Regions from separate parts of the Sus scrofa genome. Here region 2 is linked to region 1. The links are chromatin contacts, called in public HiChIP or PLAC-seq maps. All regions are on one chromosome and are shown on one strand. Each heading gives the region's core, a stretch centred on a gene start, on an enhancer-like site or on the middle of the called end of the contact. The rest is flanking DNA. Distances are from core to core; before and after follow the strand shown. Region 1 holds the start of DUOX2 (dual oxidase 2). Region 2 holds the start of SPG11 (spatacsin).

The links. HiChIP or PLAC-seq counts read pairs in DNA pulled down with a chosen protein or histone mark.
Region 2: a contact with region 1 is called in an H3K27ac HiChIP or PLAC-seq map of alveolar macrophages. The contact joins the promoter of SPG11 here to the promoter of DUOX2 in region 1. A contact is called at or near these places in 2 of 47 Hi-C or Micro-C datasets (embryonic fibroblasts and fetal skeletal muscle) and 2 of 2 datasets of contacts at active chromatin or transcription factors (alveolar macrophages and skeletal muscle).

What each region holds. Positions count from the first base shown.
Region 1 is chr1:126,618,823-126,625,224 of Sscrofa11.1, forward strand. It overlaps DUOX2 (dual oxidase 2), which reads left to right and starts at 1,688. Exons shown (of 34, transcript NM_213999.2): 1 at 1,688-1,782; 2 at 2,409-2,485; 3 at 2,763-2,852; 4 at 3,116-3,280; 5 at 3,867-4,054; 6 at 4,204-4,405; 7 at 4,506-4,672; 8 at 5,030-5,090; 9 at 5,511-5,607; 10 at 6,056-6,146. The coding sequence starts at 2,416. It overlaps DUOXA2 (dual oxidase maturation factor 2), which reads right to left and starts at 1,537. Exons shown (of 6, transcript NM_001243550.1): 1 at 1,140-1,537; 2 at 1-48. The coding sequence starts at 1,286.
Region 2 is chr1:126,888,741-126,895,217 of Sscrofa11.1, forward strand. SPG11 (spatacsin) reads left to right here and starts at 1,730. Exons shown (of 53, transcript XR_002345138.1): 1 at 1,730-1,839; 2 at 2,077-2,167; 3 at 2,774-3,006; 4 at 3,595-3,675; 5 at 4,339-4,481; 6 at 4,958-5,035; 7 at 5,269-5,410. LOC110261210 (a long non-coding RNA gene) reads left to right here. Exons shown (of 3, transcript XR_002345158.1): 3 at 1,182-1,207.

The DNA.
Region 1 (6,402 bases), core at 438-2,937:
TGCGCCTATGAACAGGCTGAGGAGAACTCTCACCAACCAGAACCAGCGCTGCAGGGACAGGCACCTGGTCAGGTCTGGGTACTGCCCAACCAGAGTCCCCAAGGCCTCCCTTGACCCCATGCCACCCAGGGCCTTTATTGCCCGTGCAACTTCCTTCTCTTGCCCAGTTTGCTTTTCCCAATTACATTCCTGACCTTTAAAAGCTGAAGTCAAGTTGTCCAAGTCCCTCCGAACCACTAGCATTTCTAATGTTTCCTGACATCTGTGTTTCTGCCACCCCACCCCATTTCCCAGTTCACCTTGCAACTGGGTTGTCTCAACCTGGTGCTTTCCCATCACCTTCACTCCCTTTCCTCTCCAGCTATCTGGCTCCTAGCCCTGGTCCCACCTACTGCTCCAGTCACTGCTGTGATGAGGCTCATTAAGTTCAGAAGTGCTAGGCAGGCAGGGGTCACCTCCCTCAGGAGAGGGAGGCCTCAGGGTCTGGTCATCAAGTAGAGGATGTGGGAACACAACCTCTTAGATATTCTTAGATGTGCCAGGCTTCCCAGAAAACCAAGATAAGTCAGGTCCTACTGGACTCTCAAAACAGAGAACTTAGGTTCTGGGAGAGGAGAAAATTAAGAAAAAGTGCCCAATTTGCTATAACTTCAAATCCTGTGCAGGAATCTCTGAGTCTTTAGGATGAGGAGCACCCACACACATCTCAACCCAGTGCACAGGCAAAACACAGCAGTCTGAGCGGCCGGTTTTTGTCCTCTTGGGCGGAAGATCACCACCTGGAGGTCAAGACAGGAGTGGGATGGGAGTGGAGATGCAGTCTGGGGAAAGGCAGGAGACCCCTGCAGCCTGTGAAGACCAAAATTGGCCCAAGATTACTAGACTGGGCACTCCCTCTCACTGCAGCAGCCTCCTGAATGATCTAGCTGGGATCAGTCTCTAGGATGTCTTGTATGGATCTCTCCCTGTTCTTGGGAAGGGGTTCTTCCTGGACCCAAATTCTGGGTGTGCTCCACCTGTGCTTCTCTGGTTCAGTGTTTCAGTTTTGGCTATTCATGAAGGGCCTTGCCACAAGGTCCAGAGACAAGCTGCCCATGATGCCCTCCACCCCCAGACCAGAATTTCTAGCATCTCCTTACCGAGTGGCCACGAATCCCGGGCAAGATGAGTAGAAAGCTGGTGGCTAAGGCCAAGAACACCAGAATAACGATGAGTAGTGGGACGCTGAAGCTGGCGGCATACCGAGGCTGAGGGTAGAAGGGCAGCACGCCGTTCCACAGAGTCATGCTGCAACTGGGAGGAGGGGAGTCTGCTCCAGCTGGGAGAGCAATCCCTGGCGTCCGTGCCTGGGTCCTTCTTCCCTTTATCCCACCCCCTGTGTGCGAGGATTGGACCCAATGAGCAGTGAAGTCTGAGCTCCTTGGCAGGCTTCTGCTGGCCCCTAAGGAAGCTCAGAGGCTGCCTGTCCTCAGGCGTTCTGAGTTGGCTAGAAAGGAGTCAGGCAGGAGAGCGGGCTTTGCAGGTTCTCTTTGCATTTGGAAGTCACAGGGGAACTGCCCCCCTTTTATAGCAGCATGGGCACCTTGCCAACAGCGTAGGGGTGTGGCAGCCAAGTCTGAGCGGGAAGAGATCATGCAAATAAGGGGTGGAGGTCACTATGTAAATGAATGAGCGCCACCTGCACAGCAAGAAGCAGAGCCTCTGTCCAGATGCTCACACCTGGTGCAGCTCTGGTCTGAGTGGACACCTGCGCAGCTGGACTCAGAGGACCCAGTGAGAAGGGTAAGAGTGAAGCCCTGGAGGCTGAGAATCTGTGGAGCTGGGGAGGAGAAGCAGGGAGAGGCGGGGAGCAGAATAGAGAAGTAAAGATTCCAAGAAAAAGAAGACGAATGACCCCAGTGGGGGTCCTAAACCAGAAGTTAGACCGGGGGCCTATTAGGGCCTGATCTTCCCATCCCTAGTGTCCATGCACAGGCATTCACTGAGGAATACAAGGGACTGCAGGTCCGAGGCTTTCAGCTCACTAGCCACTTTACTTTCCCTGCCTCCTCTATGAGAAGCAGTTCCTGAAGGGTTGGGATTCAAGTCTTTGTGAGGGACCTGGAAGGCTGGAGGTAAAGTTCTGCCAGGGACTGACAAGCCCCAAAGGACTTATGCCCCAGGGGTTCCTGTGTGTGGTGAAGGTTACTTCAACAAGGTGGTGGAGAGTGGGGACCAGTGACAATGCCTACAGGGCTGCTTGTGCCCTAAAAAGAGTGGCTACGGGTGCTCTGGTGATGCTTCTAAAAACTTTGCTCTAGAAGTGGACACAGCTGGCACCTTCTCCCCCACCGCCAGCTATAGGTGTGGGTGTGGGGGATGCCTGATCAGTGCCCCTCACGTACCACCTCCCACCCCTCTGGCTTCAGGGTAAGCATGCTCTGCATAAGACCAGAGGCACTGGTGCTCTTAGGAGCTCTGCTGACTGTACCCCTGGATCCAGTAGGTAAGTATCAGGTGCCCCTAGCTTCAAGATGAGATGTCACCTAGTCCCCCCTGGTTGTTGGGGAAGGGAGAAGTGAGGGTAAGAGGCTCCCTGAGGCTGGAAGATCGGGTCAGATCGCTGAGTGGGTCAGCCTGGAGAGAAACTTCCCAGCGCAGACGCTGCCCAAGTATTGCCACTTGGGTCGGGTTGCGGGCAGCCGGTGGCCTTGAGAAGCACTGGCCAAGAGTACAGGGCCCCAGAGAGGCTAGCACTGAAGGGATCACTCTCTGACCCACAGGTGGCCAGGACGCACTCTCACTGACTTGGGAAGTGCAGCGCTATGATGGCTGGTTCAACAACCTGAGACAACACGAGCATGGTGCTGCGGGTGCGTCTTGCAGTCTGGGAAGGGGGTGGATGTAGAGGGTGGAAAATGGCTAACGGAGGGCAGGAACGAAGGAGGTCCTGTGCTGAGAAGCCAAGAGAGAGCATCACCAATCACCTGCCTGTCTGCACAGTGACTCCACTCCAGGGGCAAGAAAAGCGGTCTCATCGGAGGGAGTGGGGACTTTGAGGGAGGCTTAGGATGAGGTTCCTGGGCTTGCTGGGAACAGATTACTCAGACAGAGCCTGGTTCCCTATTTCCCGCAGGCTCCCCGCTGCGGCGCCTTGTACCAGCCAACTATGCAGACGGTGTTTATCAGGCTCTGGGGGAGCCACTGCTACCTAACCCGCGCCAACTCAGCCACACAACTATGCGGGGCCCAGCCGGGCTTCGGTCCATCCGCAACCGCACGGTGCTGGGGGTCTTCTTCGGTGAGGGCAAAGTGGAAGAACACTGGGGTTGACCTGGCTCTTTGCTCACTGCCTGGGGAGAGGGGCCCTGAGGCCTCTTTCCAAGTCCATGGGAGACCTACCTGACTCTGAACCACCTCCCTCCCCCACCGAGCAGCACTTCAAGGCTTTCTCCCTCTTGGAGGGCCTTCAGGATGATGATTCAGAGGTGCTTGCTCTCCTAATTTTTCTGTAGCCCCTTACTCAAACCGGGGAGTGCCACTAACCCCCATTGCAGCTCTTAGGAGCTGAGTCCCCTGCTGCCCCTCTCCTCCAGTTGTGATTCTAACCTCTTTCCCTGGAAGAGGGATGGGGAACCGATATCTATTAGGAGATGGGGACTGGTCTGGGGGAGCACTTAGAATAGCTATATTATTTTGATTCTCACAACCTATGAAGTGGGTGAGGAGGGTACTATATAACCCCACTTTAAATACCGATTAGAAAAACATTCTAGAGCTGACAGCGAAGCTTGCACAGGAACATTTGTCTTTAGGCTCTTAAGAAATTGGCATCAGCTCTGGCTGTGGGAGTAGAGATCTCACGAGTTTGCACCCCATGGCCTCAGGCTACCACGTGCTCTCGGACCTGGTGAGCATTGAAAAGCCTGGCTGCCCAGCCGAGTTCCTCAACATCCACATCCCGCCCGGAGACCCCGTGTTCGACCCGCACAAGAGCGGGGACGTGGTGCTGCCCTTCCAGAGGAGCCGCTGGGATCCCAACACCGGACAGAGCCCCAGCAACCCCCGGGACCTGGTGAGCAGGGCAGGCGGCAGGGCCGAGGGACCGGACCCGAGGCAGGTGGGGAGAGGCTCCCACCCGCGCCCGACCCTCGCCCTCCCTGACCCGCCTCGACCATCCGACCCCCGGCTCAGCCCCCACCTCCGCTCCCGCCGTCCCCTCAGACCAACGAGGTGACGGGCTGGCTGGACGGCAGCGCCATCTATGGCTCCTCGCACTCCTGGAGCGACGAGCTGCGGAGCTTCTCCGGCGGGCAGCTGGCGTCGGGGCCCGACCCCGCCTTCCCCCGCCAGGCGCAGGACCCGCTCTTCATGTGGACGCCGCCCGACCCTGCCACAGGGCAGCGCGGACCGCAGGGGCTGTACGGTGAGGCCGGGCGGGGACGCGGGCCGGGGGTCGGCGAGGTGCACCCGCCTCGGTCCCACCGGCGCTCACCTTCTCCCCTGCGTCCCCGCGGCGCGTGCAGCCTTCGGGGCGGAGCAAGGGAACCGCGAGCCCTTCCTGCAGGCGCTGGGCCTGCTCTGGTTCCGCTACCACAACCTGTGCGCGCAGAAGCTGGCCCGCGAGCACCCGCTCTGGGGGGACGAGGAGCTCTTCCAGCACGCGCGCAAGAGGGTCATCGCCACCTACCAGGTCAGTCGCAAGGCTCCTCGCCCACGTCCTGGTCCCCAGAGCCGTCCCTCCTTGCACAACCCCACGGAGAAACACCCCTCCCCCTCCCCGAGAGCTACTGTCTCCCTGAAAATGACAAGGAGGCAAAGCGTTACTTAGACAAGAGATTTCCTAGTGATTATTGTTTAGCTGTCGCCCTCCCCGACCCCCTGGTTCCTTGTGGGGGACAGGCACCTCTGCCCCTCTCCTGTTTGAGTGACTCTCCCCTGACTGCCCCAGCCTGGTCCTCATCTCCCACCTAGGCCTTTCCTGGGCTCAGATCCCTTCAGGACAGCAGCTCCAGCGCTGGCCTCCCCTTTCCCCTCTCTTGACCCTCAGAGCATCACTATGTATGAGTGGCTGCCCAGCTTCCTGCAGCAAACACCTCCAAATTACACAGGTAAGGGGGTTGGGGAACACCTGGACTCAGGAGGATTTATAGAGAGGAAGAGGTAATCAGGATTCACAGAAGAAAGAAGACAGATGGGTGTATGTGATGCGAGTATGTGAACAGAGTTCCCTTCGTGGCTCAGTGGTTAATGAATCTGACTGAGGTTGTGGTTACGATCCCTGGCCTTGCTCAGTGGGTTAAGGATCCGGTGTTGCCCTGAGCTGTGGTGTAGGTCACAGATGTGGCTTGGATCTGGCGTTCTTGTGGCTCTGGCATAGGCCAGAGGCTACAGCTCCAATTAGACCCCTAGCCTGGGAACCTCTATATGCCGCAGGAGCGGCCCTATAAAAGGCAAAAAGACAAAAGAAAAAAAAAAAAAAAAGAGTATGTGAGGAAGGAGCTTATTTCTTTTATTACTCTTGCGGGCAGAGTACCGGCCTTTCCTGGACCCCAGCATCTCCCCAGAGTTTCTGGCAGCCTCTGAGCAGTTCTTCTCCACCATGGTGCCTCCTGGTGTCTACATGAGGTGAGGGAGGGTCTGACTGCGCAGCACACTGGCAGAGGTGAAGAACCAATGGCCTTGGGGGCCTGGGGTCTTTTATATACCCCCACAATTCCATAGGGGAAGAGAAGCAGAATTTGGTGCCCTGAAACAGAATGCTGAGATAGGAATTTCAGTCTTAAACAGGGAAATCTCCTCAGTTCTTCCTAATGAGGCTGAACTTCAGTTGCTGAGAGCAGGATTTGTCCAGCATCTGGGTCAATCCCTTCTTCCCCTCCTACCCTGTGTGGACAAAGAGAAATCTCTACCTTCCACCCACACTGAACATATGTCAAATTCCTACTGTGTTCAAGGACATTCAAGGACCACTCCTCAGTATTGGCCAAAAATTCTCTGAGTCCTTTACCTCACTCAACCCCGTCTCAGATTCTTCCCTGCATTCTCTTACCACATCCTTGATTCCCCATTTCAGAAATGCTAGCTGTCATTTCCAGATGGTCCTGAATGAGAGTTATGGCAGTTTCCCAGCTCTCAGAGTATGCAACAGCTACTGGATTCGAGAGGTCAGCCTGGGACCAGGGGCAGGGGAAGGTGGTTAAGGTCAGTCTCGTCACACAGGCTGGGAATTGCAACAATTCCAGTTCTTGGGTGTTACTGCTCCAGGGTTGTGGGAGATGAAGGGTAGAGCTATCCAAAAACTATCTGGGGGAGTTCCCGTAATGGCTCAATAGTTAATGAATCTGACTAGTAACCAAGAGGTTGCTGGTTCGATCTCTAGCCTCACTCAGTGGGTTAAGGATCTGGAGTTGCTGTGAGCCA
Region 2 (6,477 bases), core at 480-2,979, 270 kb after region 1:
TGCTGTGGCTCTGGCATAGGCTGGTGGCTACAGCTCTGATTCAGCCCCTAGCCTGGGAACCTCCATATGCCACAGGAGTGGCCCAAAAAATGGCAAAAAGACAAAAAAAAAAAAAAAAGGAATATTTTTCTTTAGAGGCACCAAGAATCATGGATCCATAACCCTGAGGATAGGACCCTAACATGGGGATTTCCCATTGTGGCTCAGCAGTAACAAACCTGACTAGTATCCATGAGGATGCAGGTTCGATCCCTGGCTCCGCTCAGTGGGCTAAGGATCCAGTGTGGCCATGAGCTGTGGTGTAGGTCTGAGACACAGCTCAAATCCCATGTTGCTATGACTGTGGTATAGATTACCAGCTGCAGTTCTGATTAGACTCCTAGCCTGGGAACTTCCATATGCCTTGGGTGCAGCCCCAAATAGATGAAAAAGGAAAAAAAAGGGACCCTAATTTGGATTTCTGGTGTAGAGAATTAGCTTCATTTTCAGTTTCATCCAGAAGTTCTACAAAGCCATGTGTGAGCCAAGACATGGAAACAACCTAAATGTCCATCAACAGAGGAGTAGATCAAGAAGATGGTACATATACACAATGGAATATTACTCAGCCATTAAAAGGAATGAAATACTGGCATTTTTAGCAACATGGATGGACCTAGAAATTATCATGCAAAGTGAGGTCAGCCCATACAATGAAACACCAACATCAAATGCTTTCACTGACATGTGGAATCTGAAAAAAGGACAGACTGAACTTCTTTGCAGAACAGATACTGATTCATAGGCTTGGAAAAACTTATGGTCTCCAAAGGAGACAGTTTGGGGGTTGGGGGTATGTGCTGGGGTTGTGGGATGGAAATCCTATAAAACTGGATTGTGATGATCATTGTACAACTACAAATGTAATAAATTCATTGAGTAAAAGAAAAAAAAGAATTGAATTTACCTAATATATATATATATATATATATATAATATATATATATATATATATATAATTAAAATTAAAAAAAAAAAAAGCCATGTGTGGTTCAGGTGAACACAGGATTGGGGCACCAAACCCAGGATCACTGAAGGCCTTGATCAGGCTCACAAGGGTCTCAGGTTTTGCTACAATTGGTCCTGATGTGCTTGTTTTGTTGTTGTTTCCCTTTCATTATACTCCTGAACTTCTGAACCAGTTTTCCACTGCAGCAGCCAGAAAGGTATGGGTTTATCTGTATAACTCAAGCCAGAGTGTTTTTATCTTCTGTATTCACAGGGGTCCCTCGTCAGTGGGAGTGGATAGCAGGCTTAAACTCACAGGACACAGTGGAGGGCAAGCTAACTAGGTGGACCGCAGAGACCCACAGGTGTCCTGCCTTTAAGCACTGAGACCTTGGCTGCTAGGTAATCGCCTCAAGATCCACCCAGGGATTTCCCATCTAACTTAATGGGACAAAATTTAGGAATAAAGAGAACAGACCCTCACATAATTCCTATTAAGAGTGTGGAAAACAGGGACCCTCTTTTAAGACATCTGTCCCCAAATATCGATCTCAATAAGCTGAACTCACAACCCTGGAAGGTTAAAAATGCACTTTAATCCTCTTGCCCTTTCAAGGTTTTTTTTTTAATCCTAAGATTCTGTTCTGACATTTCTACCAAGATGTTGGGGATGCTGGCCCTTTAACAGGAGCAGGGGAGGGGCTGGGAATTTTAAAGGCAGGGGCGGCAAGCCTGCTTCAGCCCAGGCTGCCAGGGGGTAAACTGGGCAGGAGGGACAGTCACAGTCCTGGGGTGGGTGTTTGCAACCAGGCAGCTGTGAGCCCCCTCACTGTGCACAGATTCAGGCTGGAGGTGACTGTGGAAGTGCTTCTTCTCCACTCCCATCCTGGTTACTCATTTCTGCTGTCCTTTGCAGGACAGCTTCTTAGAGATGAGCTAATGAGGTCAGAGGGTGGGGGTTTGGGGCACTCTGAGAGCCAGGGATCCTGCCCCTTTAGATCAGAGCCAAAACTCCTCTGACATCCTTACTGGAGAGAGACATTGGCGGTTTGGGTGAGAACAGGGTCTCTGGGTCTCTTTCTGTCCCAGGTTGACCTTCCAGAGGCTAGCAGTGCTCTCTCACCAGAGGAAACAGCCATGGAGCACGTCCTCCAGCCTGCAAGGATGAAATACCTTCAAGGTAGTATCACCAAGTGGCTGTGTTATCTGATTCAAAGCCCAGGAATGAGGAGGTTTGCCGGTCTGGTTCTCGGGATAGACATGGCTTTGGGATCCAGATTGCAAGTTTTTTTCGTTATTAGCTACATGATGCTGAGTGAAGTGACTGAGATCACTTTTATGGGCCTTGTTTTCCTCACCTTCAGAGAGAAAGAATTAATACCAACCTTGTATGGTTGTTGTGAGAGTTAAATGAACATATATATGTAAAACACATGGTAGTCTAGGGTTAAGTTGCCCTGAGTTGGGACAGCTGGAACTTTTTTGATTAGAGAGGCCTGAAAAGGGCTGTGAGTGGGGTGAGCAGGTGGAGCCTGTGGTGGTACCAATGAGAGAGTGGAAGAGGGGGTGCAGACAGAGAAGGGGATTGGCACCTGCCGGGTTCCCTGTGCTCTGGTTGGGGGTGGTTAGGGGCCCCCTGGGGTAGCGAGGCTGAGTTAAACTCTGAGAACTGGTGCCTATGTTTGAAGTGAGTGCTGGAAAGGGCTTGTGAACAGAAGTGCTACAAAGAAGCTTCCTCTCTAGACCAGACTCCTTGAAACTGAAGCCCAGTCTACTTCCTCCTCAGGCCCCCACATAAAGCGAGGCCCAGGCAGGGCCTATGGCCCCTTGGCTCTTGAGGTAGAATTGGTTTCTGCCTCCCATTTGGAGAAAGAGGAACCAAATGAAGACGAGAAGAAGGAGGAGAAACAGGATCCAGATCTTGCCTCAGACCTCGAGGAGGAGGAGGAAGTGGAGGAGGAGGAAGGAGAGAATGACCTTGGAGATCCAGCTGTCCTCAGCGCTGTCCATAACACCCAGGTACCATGGCAGCAGGGGACAGCTGGCTGTAGCTACCCACCCCTCTCCTCTTCCCCACCACTTTCTACCGGCTTCTGGATGAACAGTTTCTATTTCAGGCTTGAAGCCCAGAGAGAGGCTCTCCTTACCCTCCTTCTTGCTTTCTGTCTCCTGCTTAGTTTCTATTGCTGCCCTCACCTCGAATCCAGGTCCTAGCAGGCTGTGCATCACCCAGAGATGCTGGCCCTGCTCTTGGTGAGGAAAGCGAGTCATCTTTGGTTCTGGGCCCATGTGTCTTTGCAGTCCATGTCTGGTAATTATTCCCTTGGATTCCTACAGCAGGGGAAGAAACGCAAAGATTCCCAGGTAGAAATGGACTTACTCAGACCCTGCTTCAACTTAAATTTTAAGAGGCCAGCCTTGCTTCCCTTCAGTGGAAGGAGAGGGTCCTGACCCTGTTAATTGAATCTGAGGGAAAGCCAGGCTGCCTCGGTCCTGGGTATTGGAGATGCTTGGTCTTGCTGCTTCCCTCCCCCCACCAACACAGGTGAATGGAGGAGATGCCACAGGGGCTCATTGGAGCCTGGGTTTTCCTCCCTCCCATTCCAGAAAGGTCTTCTCAGCTCCCCTGGAATCAAGGCCTCTGGTGTCCTGGGGATGTCACCTGCCTCCTTGCACTTTCAGTGGCAGGTGAGTCAATCCAGTCTGCACCCTGTGTGAGAGAAAGACTGGGTGCTGAAGAGTGGTATGCAGCCTGACCCTTCTTAAGATGACATGCAGTCTGCTCTTGACCTCCCTCTGGAGATTTAGCACCCAAAGCAAGGTGTGGGTATGGAAGTAGGGAGTCTCCCATCATGCAGAGAAACTCGGTAAACAACAGAGGTGATCCTGGGACAGCAGGCCTTCCTAAGAAAAGGACAGACTAGATCCTACTTCCATCTTTGAGGATATCTCAACACATGAGCACCACAGGGCCCAGGGATTTGTGGCCGAGGAGGGCTCCAGACGAGTCCCAAAAGAGACACATGAGTTTTGCCCCAGTGGCTGAAGACAAGGTCTGAGATAAGACCTGGTGGAAAGGGAGGGGAGTTGACCCACACACAGTAGGAAAACACAGGCCCCCACTTGGTTAGGGACTGAGGAGATGCTCCCTGGGATGTGACACACCTTTTGGAAGTGAGAGCAAGATCCAGGTCTGGTGCCCTCACCAGGGGCCTCAGGACAGCAAAACGTTAGGTGAGGTTCTTGAAGGAAAAGGCAGGTGAGGGTAGAGGGGCAGAAAGGCAGTCAGCACAAAAGCAGACTTCTCTTGGCAGAGATGCCCTTCTCCCAGACCCTAAATTCCTCTCCCAGACTCCGGACTACCTGGTGCCACTTCCCTTCCAGCCTGCCTTTCCCAGTGCCAGCTCTCCCACCAAGTACTTTGGACCTCCACTGCCCTCGCCAGACCCACCTCTCCTCGGCAGCCCATCGACCTCGTGGCCCCTTAGGCTCAGGTACTGGCCCCCAAAGTCCAGAATGAGCTGAGCTCTTCTCCAGAAGTCTCGGGAGGTAGTGGCAGAGGAGACGTGACTACCACTCTTCCAGCCGCCACCAGAAATACTCACTGAGATAGGTGTGAGGTAAAGTCCAATCCCTTCACCTCACAGAGGACATGGAAGCCCAGGGACTAATCTGAGGTCAGCTGGCATGGCAGAACTTAGACTAGGACTCAGAAGTCCTGATCTCCAGGCCAAATGGTTTTCTGTGTGTCAGGATTTCTTGCAGTCAAGTTTCAGGGAAACATGTGCTAGAGAGGGGAAGGCCCTGCTGAGCTAGGACAGTGATGCTTCACGAGGCTGGTGTTGGACAGGCCCATGAGCAGGTAGGGTCCCACAGATGTCCAGCAAGGTTCCCAGAGGCTAAAGAGATGAAGGTGGGGTAGGTGGGAGGCTGAGCGCACCCTCCCACACAGCCCATGTTTCTCTCTAAGTTTTCCCAGTCATCTGACCCAGCTCCACCCTCAGCACCAGCGGATCTTGAAGCAGCAGCAATCTAGTCAACCACCAAGGTAAAGCTTAGAGGAGAATTAGGGTTTGGGGGAGCCCCCTGCATGCTGAGTTCCCTTGTTCCTTCTTCTGGGATGCCTTCCCCATAGCCCTGCCAGCAAAGCCTCCCATACAGTGGCCCACCTCTGCACTCCCTCCCATCCTTCTTGACATCCTGCTCCCTGCTCACCACTTCTTGGAGAGTTTGCTGTTGGAGGGGTTTAAATTCTAACAGGACACTTGGCCTGGCTTGAAGTTCCCCAGCCAAGGAGCCTTGGTCTCAGCAGCCAGACCCTTATGCTAACCTCATGAGCCAAAAAGAGAAGGACTGGGTGGTAAAAGTGCAGATGGTTCAGCTGCAGAGTGAGAACCCCCGCCTGGATGACTATTACTACCAGGTGAGCCCAGGGGCCCTGCACAACCTCTGATCTTGGGATCAAGTGGGCCTGACTTCATGCGTCCTCAGAGATTCTCCCTTCAGCTCACCAGGGCCATGTGCCTTCAGGTGGGAGAGATGATTGCTAACAGATGGGGGCTGTATTTCTACAGCTGATTTCCAAACTCCTTCCTCTTCTACTCCTACATTTCAGCCAAATGGGATTATTTATGATTCCCCAAACACACTCTGAGGTTTTTGTCTCCATCCTTTGCCAGGCATTTCCCCTCTTCAGTCTTCAAATGAGGACTTTCTCATGTGGGTACACTTTGGTTTGTCTTGGAAATGACTTGTTTTAAATATCCATCTACTTTTACTTTTTAAGATCTAAAACACAAAAGAAGTAATAAGCGGTGGGGTTCAAATTTCTTGAACACATGCTGGCAGGCTTTGGGACTCCTTTCTGCCTGCTTCCTATCTGCCCTTTGTCCATGAGTTTATGAATTGCCTACATTCAACTCCAGAGGCCCCTGTCAAGGTTCCCACCTTTTAGCTCCTTCTTCTGGATAGTAGTTTCTTCCTTTGTTTGCACCAGGCTTCCAAACTCTTCTCCTTCTGGGAGTTCCCTGGCGGTCTATTGGTAAGATTCTGCACATTCACCACTGCAGCCTGGCAATCCCTGCTCTGGGAGCTGAGATCCCACATCAAGGTGTTGCAAGGTGCAGCCCGAAGAAAAAAAAAGAAAAAAGAAAAAAGGAAAAAAAAAAAAAAACCAAAAACTTAACAGGTGTAGAACTGTCCTAGATGCCAATTGACAGGAATACTTTCTTTGTGCTTCAAGCTGCTAATGGTCTTTGTGCTACCAGATAAGTCTGATTTCAGAGAGCACAGGTAGGCTCAGCAAACTAAAACAGGGAGGGAGAGGGTAGGGGTGTCTCATGTGTAACATGGTATAATGAATGCAGGAAGGTTGCAGACACTGGGACACGTTGGCATCCTGGCTCCCTGCTTTGCTCTCTGCCTTTGCATCAGATCTGATACTACCTCTTCAAGTCCTTAGGATGGGGATGCCAAGATACATGCCATGAG